2 separate regions of the Anas platyrhynchos genome follow, and region 2 is linked to region 1. A link is a contact called in public Hi-C data. All regions are on one chromosome and are shown on one strand. The core of a region is the stretch at or near the end of the contact, and the rest is flanking DNA. Distances in the headings are between cores, read along the strand shown.

Region 1 (6,527 bases), core at 1,246-3,745:
TGTGGAGAGGAGGATGAAGGTGTGAGGGATGACTTGACAAGGTCATGAAAGCAGGTTCATTCACCCTGCTTTCTCATGTTCATTATCCCACAACCACTTCAGCTTCCTGTCACTTCCAGCCATGTGGCACATGGCTAAGGTCCTTGGTACAGCTTTTATTGTACAATGATTTGCTGCGCTTTCACAACTGGTTGCACTTTCTCTCTTGCAGTTAATTCTGGGCACCTGCTTACTAGAAAGACTGATAAATTCCAAGGAGAACAAGTATATGGTTATCAATGGGACCGAGGAGATTGATGTAAGAACAAAGATTAAAAAAGCTGAATCTGAGTAGTTTTGCCAAGCAAAGACTAAATAAGTCGATATGCTTGTATTGTATTTGATGGGTGTAAGCACAAGACAGGAAGGCATTTAACATGTTCACTGGGATGTAGCAAGGATGAAATAAAAGGAGAAGGCTTGATATGATTAGCAGGTAAACCTTGAGACATCACTACTAGAGAAGTCACAGGCCTTGTAACAACCAACTTATTGGTTTAGCTTTTGTGTAATAAATTCAGTCTAGGGAGAATCCTTGTCTAGTAGAAAAATTAATAGTTTTGAGTATGAAGGATCCTGTAGGATCCTCCAGGTTACAGGATCCTCTGATCCTGTAACCTGGTCCTTGTCTGGTACAGTAAGGTTTCTCCACACTGAGGTCTCAGTGATGGTGTGAAGACGGTGGACCAATGCTAACCTTGCAGGCGTTTGAGTTTTCCTGGCTAATGTGGTGAAAAACTGAGGTCTGTGGCAGAAAATCACTGTACAGTCATTCAAGGAGGTTGTGCACTGCCCTGCCTTTGGTGTGTCCCCCTGTTACTTGGTTACAAACATCCTTTGTCCTCTTTCTTCTCCAGTTTCTTCTGAGGTCCATCTAACAGCTTGTGCTTTGCTTTAGCACCCAGAAAGCCTTGGTGATTCAAGGGGCTGCTGATGATGAACAGGCCAAGGATTTGTAGGATCACAGATGTGATATTGCTCTCCATAAATCTAGTGGCAAAAACCTTTCTGAATTGATGAGGCTCAGATTTGGTCTCTTTACTGTTCTGGGATATAGCCAGCAGTTACAGCAAACAGGATGAGTGGTTGTGGTACACCTTGCTCCTCCATTCCTTGACACGGGTGGCTCAAGATGTACAGAGCAGTTATTGCTGGCTGCCCCAAAGGTCTTTGGTGCAGTATGGAAAGTCTGTGTTTAGGCCTTGCTGACAATGTGCTGTGGACTTATTTTATGGGCAAGGATGTTCCTGGGTAGGTTGGAGGTCTCCCCCTCCACCTCCTCTATTCCTGAGATCTCTTCAGTCTGTAGGTCTCCTTGTCCTTGATCTGAGAGCAGGGGGGTGCTGTGGATCTTGCGGTCCTCACAAATCAGTAGCCAGGAAATCCAGGTCCTTGGATGTTGATGCTGTTGGGCTCTTCACAAGGTTTTAATGCTGTTCTCCTCTCTGAATTCCTGCTCAGCCATCTTGCTTTGCTTCCAGTGCTTTCAAATTAATCACATTTCTCTGTCCTTGTCAATAGGACAATGAATGTGTTTTGTGCAGAAGAAAATGTCCTGAGGGATGGCATGATCTTCCTCCTCCCCTCTGCTCCCAGATGGCAGCATGTATGTGAGGGTGTTGGTGCCTTCTCCCACCCTCCTTCACCCAACAGCCTGGCTGGGCTGCAGCTCCTCTGAATCTGCACCTCACTGCAAAGCAAAGCAAAACTTTGTAAATTAAACTGTAATTAAAACAAGACATCCCCACATAACACGCCTTCTTTCCCACCATCTTTCTGTGCTTATTTCTAGGGCTCTGCCTTTTCTTGCAGGTGTGTTGGGAAGCTCAGGGCCACCCTGCGTGGAGCAGAACCGTTGTTGCTTTTGCTTCAGCAGCCTCTAGTGGGGAGATCAACGCAGCTGAGGCCAGGGCATGGCTCCTCCCTTACTGCAGCCGGAGCCATGAGTTGGTGTCTGGAGTTGGAAATGATCTGTTTTAATCTCTGTATTGTAAGCAAAGGCTGATGAATAGAAGAAAAGACTATTTCTGCCCCACAAGGGGCCAACATAGGAGATTTTTTTTTTTTTTTTTCATATCAGATGTGGGGAAAATAAAACTATCTAGAGGTGAATGAGTCACTTTTCTGAGTCACCAATAGTGGGAAGAGGGGATATAGTATTTGTGAATCAGAAGCAAAAAGTACAGCCTGTTCCCTACTCAGTGTGAGAGAAAATAATGGACAACATCAAGAAGCAATCTTATCCCTATAAGAAGCAAGTTTTAGGCTCTGCCTCAGCATCTTGGGGTGAACCAGTGCCTCCCCCCTGGGCACCATGGCCCTGCTGGTCTGGAGCTGGCTGCATCCAAAGGTGCTTGTTGCCTCTGGATTTTTCCATACCTCAGGGACTTCTGTCCGGCACTGCTGGTAACTTCTTCGGCGTCACCTTGCACATGTTCCCCTACAATATGAGGCCAGAGCTGGCAATTTGAAGTTTACTAAGCCAGACTTTGTGCCTTAAGCATCCCATTCATGCTCACAAAGAATGTGCAAATGCAGGCAAGTCTTGCAGGCAGCAGGAGGGGTGTAAAGCAGAGGCAGTGAATAACACACTGATTGTGCTAATAACTCTTTCCAATTCCTGCTCTGTGCTGCATAAGGAGAGGATAACTGTCCAAGGTCTCATAAGAGGGAGGGTGTACAGCCCTGCTGATTAAAACACAAGGGCAAAAGGGCTGCCTGAGCCAGCAGGGAGAGCTTGGTCCTGGGTGCTTTCCACTGAAGGAGCAGCAACCTGTGGACACGGTGTCTGTTGTGGCTCCTCACTCCAAGGCTCTTGGGTTCAGCTGAGACTAACCAGAGGTGGAGGACATGCACCAGTGGGCAGCTGATGCGTGGGGCTTTCTCCCCGTGTCCGCCAGCTGTCACTGTTGCCGCACACACAGGGGGCAGCGGGTGCATTTTGTCTGGCTGGGATCTGCAGCTGGTCCTTTCAGCGCTGACATCCCCCCAGCTGGCCCCAGGATGAACTGGGCCTCTCGTGAGAGATGCTGCAAAATGCCGAAGGTGATTTTTGCCCCAAACAGCCAAGGAGGCTTGGTTCACACTCAGAGCATTTAGCAGTCTTAAGAATGTGTTCCTGAAGTCACAATTTTGTTGCCTATTAAAAGGTTCTGTAGGGGAATACAAGAATTTTAGCACATACACGTTTCCCTCTTTTGGGTGTAACAATTTCAGAGTTTTTTTTTCTTGTTACAGAGCTCAAGCTCCTTCAAATTACTTCTGATTAAACAATGGCTTGTAAAACAGAGGGGAAGAAAGTAGCTAGTAAATCAGGAGTAGTGGTCACAGCAGGATCTGGCAGGCAGTATCTCATGGTGATAACCCCCTTCCAGTCCCCCTTCTCTTGCCTTGCCCCAAATGTGTGCAGAGTGAGTCCCAGCTGCCTGCAGAGCAGCGCCAGGTGAGCCCTGAGCCTGGTACATCAGAGCCAAGTGGTACTGCAGACTTGAAAACCACATCAGTGTGTAGAGGGAAAGTTTCCTACTGAAATCAAGCTGTGCATGCATGTGGATAAGTATTCATGTACCTATCTCTATACATATGCACTCAGCTTCTTCCACCTTGTGTTCTGTGTGAATTTTCCTGGTGTGGTTGAATACATGAGAACTGTACATGGTTGTAAAGTGGAGGAGCTGGAGCTTTGCCTGCCTGGTGGGAAGCAGCTCAGAGTTGGAGGTGTTCTCTGCGTGCTCGCCAAGTGATACTCTGCAGCTACCTGTAGGAGCAGTTCACATCCCTTTGAGGAATTGTACTTTAACTGTCTCAGCTGGCAAACACAAAATTCGTTGAGTACTGATCAACGTGAGATGAGAGGAGGCTGAAATCAGCCTGGCATTTGCCCTGTTTTGGGAGACAATACGCATATATTGTCGTCATGTTTTGCTTGCATTCAGGTAACCGAGAACCTGATACTTGAATAGACTGAGTCATAGTGTTACTTGTGTTAACTATTCATGTACTCTGTGGAGATTATGCAGCAGACTGCCTGCACCCTATGTTTTACATGTCACTGTAAATTGGATGTGAGATCCCCATACCTATTGGACCAGATTCTTCTGTGAGATGCAGCTGGAAGTCATGCCATCCATCAGTGGTGCTGCTCCAGATTTGCAGCAAAGACCAGCATTTGACCTTTAAAATTAAATTACAGTAAAAGCAAGCACAAATCTAGACAAATTTCTGCAGTGAGATAGATCCTGTCTCATACAGATGTAATTCAGAGGAGAAAGCGAGCTCCTGGCAGAGACAAATGGGTGATCCCAGCCCCTGCTTTTTGTTCATACACTTTCTCTTGACTCCTTTCAAACCCATGTTTTCTTGTCAGTTGTCTCTCATGAAGCTAAGCACGCAGAACAGCAAACTGATAGATTTCAATAGTTTTCTCAGCTCCTGACCAGATTAGCAGAACTGATTATAAAGGTGAAGAATTCGTGGGAACTTGTGCCTGTGTGCAGTGGGAGCTGCATGGGAAGCCTCCTGGGAAGAGGTTGGTTGCATTTAATTTTTTTTTGTGTGTGTGTCTGTGCTCCTATATCAGACAATGTCTGTGCAAGGTGCATGTGTGACTAGTGGGGAAAAAGGCATCTTTCCCATCTCCATTTCTGCTTTTAATTTGGCAGTGCAGGGGGCTGGTTCACAGCCAGGTAAGTAGCTGCGCTCACAGCCCTGCCTGCACCATTAACGTCACTGTGTGTTTGTACCACAGGCTTTTCAATGCAAAATAGGCACATTACAGTCAAAAAGTCAATTTGTTTCTCTAATGAGACACTTAGATGTGCGGTTCAGCTAAACACCACCAGAAATGGGGTGTGCTGCTGTGTGCTTTGAAACCATTAAGTTGGGCTCCTGGAAGGAGGCTGAGCAGCAGCTCGGGCCTTTCCAAGCTTCTTGCTGCCGCTCTCGCCTGCAGCTGCCTGCTGCTGCTCAGCGCTCATCCGGTCTATTTTTAATTGCTTTATACTGATGTGGTGGTTTCTGTACGGATCTCCGGGGAGCTGGCAGTGCACAGCACTAACAGGGAAATCAGTCCCTAGCTGGGCTGCCTCCTGGCTGTGTCCTTGCTTGTTGGTTACGGTGGTCCTCTGCCTGGTGCAGCCCCCCAGTGTTCCCCGTGTGGGGCTGGGGAGCTGGCAGCCCCCTGCTCTGCATTTTGGGAAGCATTAGGCTTCTCAATACCTTAATTTTTGTGGATTACAGCATTCATGGGACTGATAGGATTTAGACATACTTTATGCAGGAGCAGCTGGGGATGGAGTTTCTCTGAGTGTTGCTGAACAACAGGGTTTAGCACTGGTGGAGTTTTCCTTGTTTCTCCCCTATCTCTCTCTTTTTGTTTAACCACAAGCACCGTATGGAAATTCTGCTTCTAACTAAATGTCACAGCCCTAGCAGCATGTCTCTGTTTTCCATATTTCTTGCCACGTCGAGGCTTATCTTGTTTACCAGGTTTGAGTAAACAGGTCGTGGCTCTTTAGAGATGGGAAAGTGAAAGGAGGGTTAACCACGTGGCACCCAGATCCTGCCAGCTGGGATGTGAGCAGATGTCCGCACGCAGGCTGAGGGGGTTCAGTTTGTCTACGCTGAACCTGAGCAAATAAAGCTCTGCTGAGAGGCAGGTAACCTTAAGCTGAGCTCATACAGCATCCAGGTGGCTCGGAGGGCAGAGCAAGGCTGAATCTGCCCATGAGGGATGGCATAAAATTACCCACTTCAAGCTTTGTTGCACTAAGTAGGAAGGCAATTTAAACAATGCGGGAAGGAAGTAGCCTGCTTCTATTTAAATTCACAGCAGCAATTAAAAGAAACAGGAAGTGTGGTGTAAGTTTTGCTGCAAAGCACTGAAACTTCTCCTAATCTGACATTTAATAAATTAATTAAAAAAAAAAAAATCTGACTTCTGCACTGCAACAATAGTGAGGAAATAGAGACTTTGGGGCCAAATGTTAGCCCAATTAAAAAGTGAGTTGGTGCAGTTACACCAAGGTGGGACTGGAGCTGGTCCCTCCTTGGGACTTGCATGTGGTTATCCCTTGCTGAAACTGTCCCAAAGCCTCTTAAGAAAAACGAGATAACCCAGCGCTGGGTTTGCCGCGGCGCGGTTTCCAGAAGAGGCCGCAGGGCTCTCCTTCATCTGCACTCTGGAAACAAACAACCAATTTTTCATTTTTAGTGGTTAATTCTGCAAATATGAAGGTCTGTTTAGTCTTGTCTCCCTAACATAAACCAGCCAGAACCAGGCAGCTCGAGGGGAGTTTGCAACAAGTTCCCTTATTTGGACTCGCAAGCATTGCATTCACGGGGCTGCCGGGGACCCTCAGGGTGCAGGGGCTGCTCTTGGGCTTCCTCATGGGGCTGGCCCAGGGCACCTGGAGCAGCCACAGACACTGGGATGAGTCCCCTCCTGCACTGCCTATGTAGACTGTGCATAGGATGTACAAGGATACCAT
Region 2 (6,029 bases), core at 653-3,152, 120 kb after region 1:
GTTTCAGGCACAGCTCCCAACTCTCCTGTCAGCTTGCCTGAGTCACCCATCTCCCCATCCATCTCAGGGCCCTGGGGAGACGAATGCGCCATCTGCTATGAGAACATGGTAGACACGGTCATTTACTCCTGTGGACACATGTGTCTCTGCTATTCCTGTGGGCTGAAGCTCAAGAAGATGGCCAATGCTTGCTGTCCCATTTGCAGACGAGCCATCAAAGATATCATCAAAACATACCGCAGCGCTTAGAGCAGCAGCAGATGCTGTGGTGGGACTAGGGAGGTGGAGAGGAGTCTGTGAAATAACACAGGTCTCGGTCTCTATTCATCACCTGGGAGATTCAAAAACCATCACCCACCACCACCCTGATCCCCACTTCCATGGACAACAGATGACACCAGCTTAGATGCTGCTCTTCTACCCTCCAAGCAAGCCCTGGGACTGAACTCCAGTGCATCAGAGAAATAACAATGGACTACTCTCTCCTACAGATTTTAAATTTTATCTCAACAAAACAAAACAAAAAAAAAAAAAACAAACAACAGCTGGAGCAATCATCCCTTTTCTACACCATACACAGCGGAGAGGAATCTCCCATGTTTAGCAGGGAGAGCAAGTGGTAAAAGGTTCAGTGCTGCACCTCTCCTCCTGAAGACACGGTGTGTGCAGAGGACACCTTGGCAGAAGAGAAGAAATAAGCAATGATGTGGTTCTGCGTACAACTAGCCTGCCCATAGGAAGCCCATTAGAAAGTGTGGAGTGAGGCAAATATTGACCCAGCAAGGGAGATGCAGTGAGCACATTTGCAGTGGAAGGCCTGGAGCCAGCGCAGAAAAAGACCTGGAACTTTTGAAGCAAAACTCTCCCTATGGACACGGGGAGGAGAACAGTACCATGGCAGTACCTTGAGCACTGTCCTGCTGTTCCCCAGCGGAGGCGTTCACGGTGGGTTTGGCAGCCAACATGGGCCACCCTCCCTCCCAGCAGCATCCCGCCACCTCCTGTCACCATCCTGTTGCATGACAAGCATCTCTCACACCCCATCACCACCGAGCTGACTTGTCCCAAATGGTCTCCATGCAGCACAAGGGATCCAGCAGCATCTCTGCCCCATGGCCTGCAGGAGAGGGAGATGCACCTCCTTCGCCTTTCCTCCCTTTACCATCCAGACAACACTTCTAAGGGAGAAAAAAAAAAAAAGAAAAAAAGAAAAAAAAAAAAGAAGAAAAAAAAAAAAACACAAACAAAACACACAAAACAAACAAATCCAGAAACACACACAAAAAAACCAACCCCATTGGGGAAGAATGTATAAACCACATGTCTGCGGGTCTCATTTACTGGTAACTTTATCACTGTGCTTTAAGACAAAAACAGCCAGGTGGTACTTAGCCAGCCCTTCAACAGCCAGCCCGCCGGCAGGACATGGCTGTCCTTAGGTGTTAGAAGGGGAAAAAAGAAAATTATAGCTTGAGGGGTTTAGTTTGTTTTGGTTTATTTAAACAACCCCCCTGCCCCAGCTGGGAACCCCACTGTGGGTGCCTGTAATGGCGGCCCCCATGGTTGCCATGACAACCACCGCACCACCATGGCCGCTGGCCTGGCCTAGAGCTGCCGGGCCTTGGGTCCAGCCAGGGCAGCTCTGCTGTAGCTGGTGCTCCCTGTCTGCCCTCTGGCCCCATCTTGGTGCCTCCAGGGCTGTGTGGGAGGAAGAGGAGGCACCTGGGCCCAGAGGGGGGTTGCCCACCAGGCCAGGCTGGGGAAGGGCACGGGGTTATGCCCGTCCTGCTGAGCCTTCTCCTGGCATGGCTACCCACAGCCCTGAGTGCAGTGGAGTGGGTGAAGGAGCACCCCTACCCACGGGGGCTGCTCCTGAGAGCACCTGGAAAACATGGCCTTGCTCTGTCCCCTTGAAGAAGTCAATGAAGATGCTGAGAGCTGGAGGGCGCATCTTAGAGCCTTTCTCTAAAGGCACCGCCATCACTGCAGCCTACTGCAGGGACCTGCAGCCACCCCCTGCCCGCCTGGTGGGCAGTCCGTGACTTGAACGCTGATACCCTGGTTACAGGGATTTATGTTATTTCTTTGCACACTTCTCATGTCCACCCCTAACCCAGGGGCTCAGCCCTGTGCTCTGGGCTGGCTGTCAGAAGCCCTGGAGCACCCTGGCTCCTGCGCTTGGACCCCTCAGTGAGGAGTGGGAGGAAAGGGTGAAGGGTGACCACTGCCACGGCAGGAGCACAGCCAGTTTGTGGGCATGGAGCCAGCCTCCAGGACAGCACAGTGACTGGCAGGCATGGGGAGCCTGTTTCAGTAGTTATACAAACACCAGTGCAAAAATTTCAGAGAGGGAAAACCCAATGGGTAGGAACATGTCCGTGGAATAGTGGATGTAGGGAAACGTGCAATAAGCAGCCTCCCAAGCCTTTACCACATCACTGGGACCGGTTCCCTCCTGTGCAGGGCAAGCCAATGGGTACATTTTATTTTTCAAGAAACTCCATCCATGGGTATCAGTGCAGTGGTGTGAATTCCCTTTTCACCTTTTGAATTCAGAGTGTTTTAATATATAACTGTGTTTGTTTTACTGTGGACCAAACTCTAGGAGTTAGCAGAAGCTGAAAGCTCCCCCAGCATCCAAGCTCAAAAATTGGGGTTCGGTCCTGCTCCCAGCATCAGCTGGCCTCCAGTTGTGAGCAGGTAGGAGAGCAAGGCTCTCTCCAGGGAGAAAAAACAGCAAAAGCAGTAACAGTAAGAACAACAGTCCTAACCTTTTGTTTTTGTTTGAATTGTGTAGGTTCCCACGTACCTCTGTGTTCTTGTGTCATTTGCATTTCATCGCTTTACTTTAAAATGTTTTGTGTTCTGTTTAAAGAGAAGAATAACTAATTGTGAAAAATTGGATAACTGTGATTGTGAATAAAGTTGATTTAGGCATCCTGCAGCAGCATGAGTGACTGAGTATTTGCCACTTCAGCAAGCGTGGCAAAATGTTATAGGCAGGCAAGAAGAGGTTGAGTGGCATGAAAGCTGCTTCCTTGTGACCCCCTGCAGCCCTCCTCATGCTTCAGGTACGGCCATCCATCCCCAGGGCTGTCCCTGGTCGGCAGCTTGTGGGTCCTGAGCCCAGGGGACGAGGAGGAGGAAGGAGGAGGAAGAGGGGGAGGATGCTCCCGAAGTGGTCCAGGAGTGGCAGAACTGGTGCACCATCGCCACCTGGTGTTCCGCGCCCACCACTGCACTTAATCTTTATTTTTTAAAGGGTTGATTTTGCTCCTTTTCACAGCTACACACACGTGGGATCAGAGGAAGTAGTCTGGATACAGCATAGCTCTGATGGTGGATCTCAGAGAAAAATGGAGAATGAAGGGAAAAATTAATAGTGGGTTACAATACACAAGGGTGTATGTTAGAGTAATATCTTGGTTGCATTGGCCTAGAAAAACCCTTCTAACCCTAAGGACCATGCTACACACACAGAAGAGAAGGCACAGGTCCCAGGCATGCTCCTCATACATATGTTTGTACCTTAAAGCACCCAGGACTGGGTGCTGCCCTGGTAATTCCTTGCAGTTTTCAGAGAGCTGGGGTGCCCAAGCAGGGCTCCTTGTGCATCACCCACCTACGTGCCAGCACTTGTGAGATGCTCCTCCATGCTGTTTGCAAATGCTGTGCCTCTGAAGACAGCTGGCCCATCTCCAGGGACATCATTTCTCTGCAAGATGTTTGTGAAGTGCTGCAGCAGGGAGCAAAGGCATGTCCCCCTGCCAAAATGAAGGACACATGCAGGCAAGCTCAGCCGTCCCCTGCTGCAGCAACAAGGAGTTAGTGAAAGCCAATCCCCTCCGCAGCTCTGCTTTGCAATGTGGAAGCCAGGCTCTAGGAATGACCCTTTTTACCTACAGATTTGCAAACTGCTAACAGACAAGGAAGCAGACAATTGTAGACAATATTTCATAGAGGTGTCCCATAGCCGAGCTGGGGATTGATGTGCTCAAAAACGGTCTTGTTCAGAATTACTTCCCTTATTACAACTCGCCCCACTCTGCATCCCCTAATCCCACTGCCCCCTGCATCCTTCGGGGACATCCCTCATAAGGAGCAGGGATCCATTAGTAGAAGCTCTTCAATCTCCTTTACTCATCTGCTTCACATAGCAGGAAATTTCTGCCTATTATTTGGGCCTCCAAACCCAGCAAGGAGTCAGCAGGCCCCAGCACAGGACCCAGCAACCTTGCAGGATCAAATCTTAAAATTTCATGTTCAAGCACAGCCTGCTCTGCAGCCTGCATGCAGAGGTGTTTAAGAACTCATCCCAACTTGCTCAGCAACCCTTCTATCACAGAAGGGCCACTCAAGCAAAAGGATGCTTCCCTTCTTATTTTGGATCTGACACCTCATCACACTCCAAAAAACACGCTGACATGTATCTTAAGACCTTGCTCAACACAGACAAAGGGTCTTTGTATTTGAGGGCAGCAGTCCCTAAAACTTTGTGAATTAGGAGACAAAAATACAGGTACAGTAACAACTCAGAGCCAGGGGACAAGACAAGATCCTTTATCCATTTAAGCCTGAGCTGAAATTTGCAATTGCACATACACGTAAGTCACAAGTTATTCTGGGAAAGTTAAATTTAGTGGTTTGACAAACTGAGTGGAATTAAAACAGTACTGAAAAGGTTGAAAAAATAAAGTAAACCAACTGGATCACAATTAAAAAGGTCAAAAATTTATTTTTCCTTAGGGCATAAGAGGCAATGTAAACAAAATACAAAAAAATCACAAGTCAATTCTTACAGTCTGCAAGCATTTGAAGATAGAGTACCCTTTCCCCACCTCCCCCCAGAACACTGCAAGCCTGCTCAAATGTTATCAAGCAACAATTCTGGACCCTGAAGGTCCAGTGAATTTTGCCAAGTCCCAAGCAGGGAATAAGCTTCTCATGTAAGAAGGACACTGCATCTGTTTTATCAAACACTTCAAAAAAAAAAAAAAAAAAGTCCAACAAAATATAAATATTACAGATGAGGATCAGATTTAGCACCACCTTTGGTCCAAGCAATCAATGAACTGGGAGATGACAGGTACAGTCTGTTTAGCAAGTCCTTTCTGCCTGAGTCTTTGAAAACGTTAGAGGTTCACGTTGCAAGAACTTGTAGTAACGCTGAGAAAACAGCCCTCAAATTCCGGCCATCCCTCGCAACCTCCGCTGGGCCTGCACACACAGGAGGTGAACATCACCGCTGTGGAGCAGTGCACTCATGGCTGCACCCCTCCAAGCGCTCGGCAGAGCTGAGCTTGGCTCTGTTGGACAGGACAAACGTTGTGCCAAGGGCCTGATCCTGCGCTGGCATGGCAGAGCTCTGGCTTGGGGCACAGCTGAAGAGCAGGAAGGGCTGGGTGATGGTGTGCACCCAGAGCTGCCCTTTCCACTAGCATTTGCCACCCTCCAAAGCCCAGGCTGCAGCACCCGCATTTTGTCAGATGCCTTGAGAGGAGCTAAAGCTGCCTAAACACATTATTGTGGTGTGTGTGGAACACACGGATCAGGAGCTCTTATCAAGCATAATTTACTCCAGGCCCTTTTCAGGCTGATCTTTTCCAATGTAGACACATACACCACAGATGTATAGCTATGAATTTTTGCAGCAGTCTATACTCAGCTGCTGTGCCACACCACGAGCACCAGCCAGGATACACTCATGAGGACTTGTGACAATCCTAGGAAAAAAAATTAAATCCATAAAGCACCTGACAGTATTTTATTTTAACTCCCTGCTCTACAAGTGTACAGAACCTCAGATTGTCTCTTCTTTTCCTCCAGAAGTTTTTGAGCAGTCCTGAATAACCATTATTAGACACTGTTCACCTCCAAGCTGTAACAAATGACTGAAGAGGGATGCTGAGATCTACCTTCAGGGACAAAAATCTCAAGTTCTTGCTCTGCATCTTCACAAGCACAATTGCCTGAGAAGTTTTCTCATTCTCCATTGAGTGACCATACAGAGTTCTCACCTCTACAGACAC

What was found. A called contact is a pair of places that touch in the nucleus more often than the background predicts.
Region 2: a Hi-C map of liver shows a contact between it and region 1, with 4 times the contacts expected there. The contact joins two enhancer-like sites. A contact is called at or near these places in 3 of 8 Hi-C or Micro-C datasets (liver, skeletal muscle and subcutaneous adipose tissue).

What each region holds. Positions count from the first base shown.
Region 1 is chr6:28,569,421-28,575,947 of IASCAAS_PekinDuck_T2T, forward strand. The region is part of intron 1 of NEURL1 (neuralized E3 ubiquitin protein ligase 1); the gene reads left to right. Among named protein-coding and RNA genes, the nearest start is that of NEURL1, 28 kb to the left of the region's middle. Within about 2 kb of position 2,496, at least 1 of the 8 cell types and tissues checked has an H3K27ac peak or open chromatin away from gene starts, as enhancers often do.
Region 2 is chr6:28,691,024-28,697,052 of IASCAAS_PekinDuck_T2T, forward strand. It overlaps NEURL1 (neuralized E3 ubiquitin protein ligase 1), which reads left to right. Exons shown (of 8, transcript XM_072039768.1): 8 at 8-2,944. The coding sequence ends at 249. It overlaps SH3PXD2A (SH3 and PX domains 2A), which reads right to left. Exons shown (of 15, transcript XM_072039762.1): 15 at 4,710-6,029. Among named protein-coding and RNA genes, the nearest start is that of NEURL1, 150 kb to the left of the region's middle. Within about 2 kb of position 1,903, at least 1 of the 8 cell types and tissues checked has an H3K27ac peak or open chromatin away from gene starts, as enhancers often do.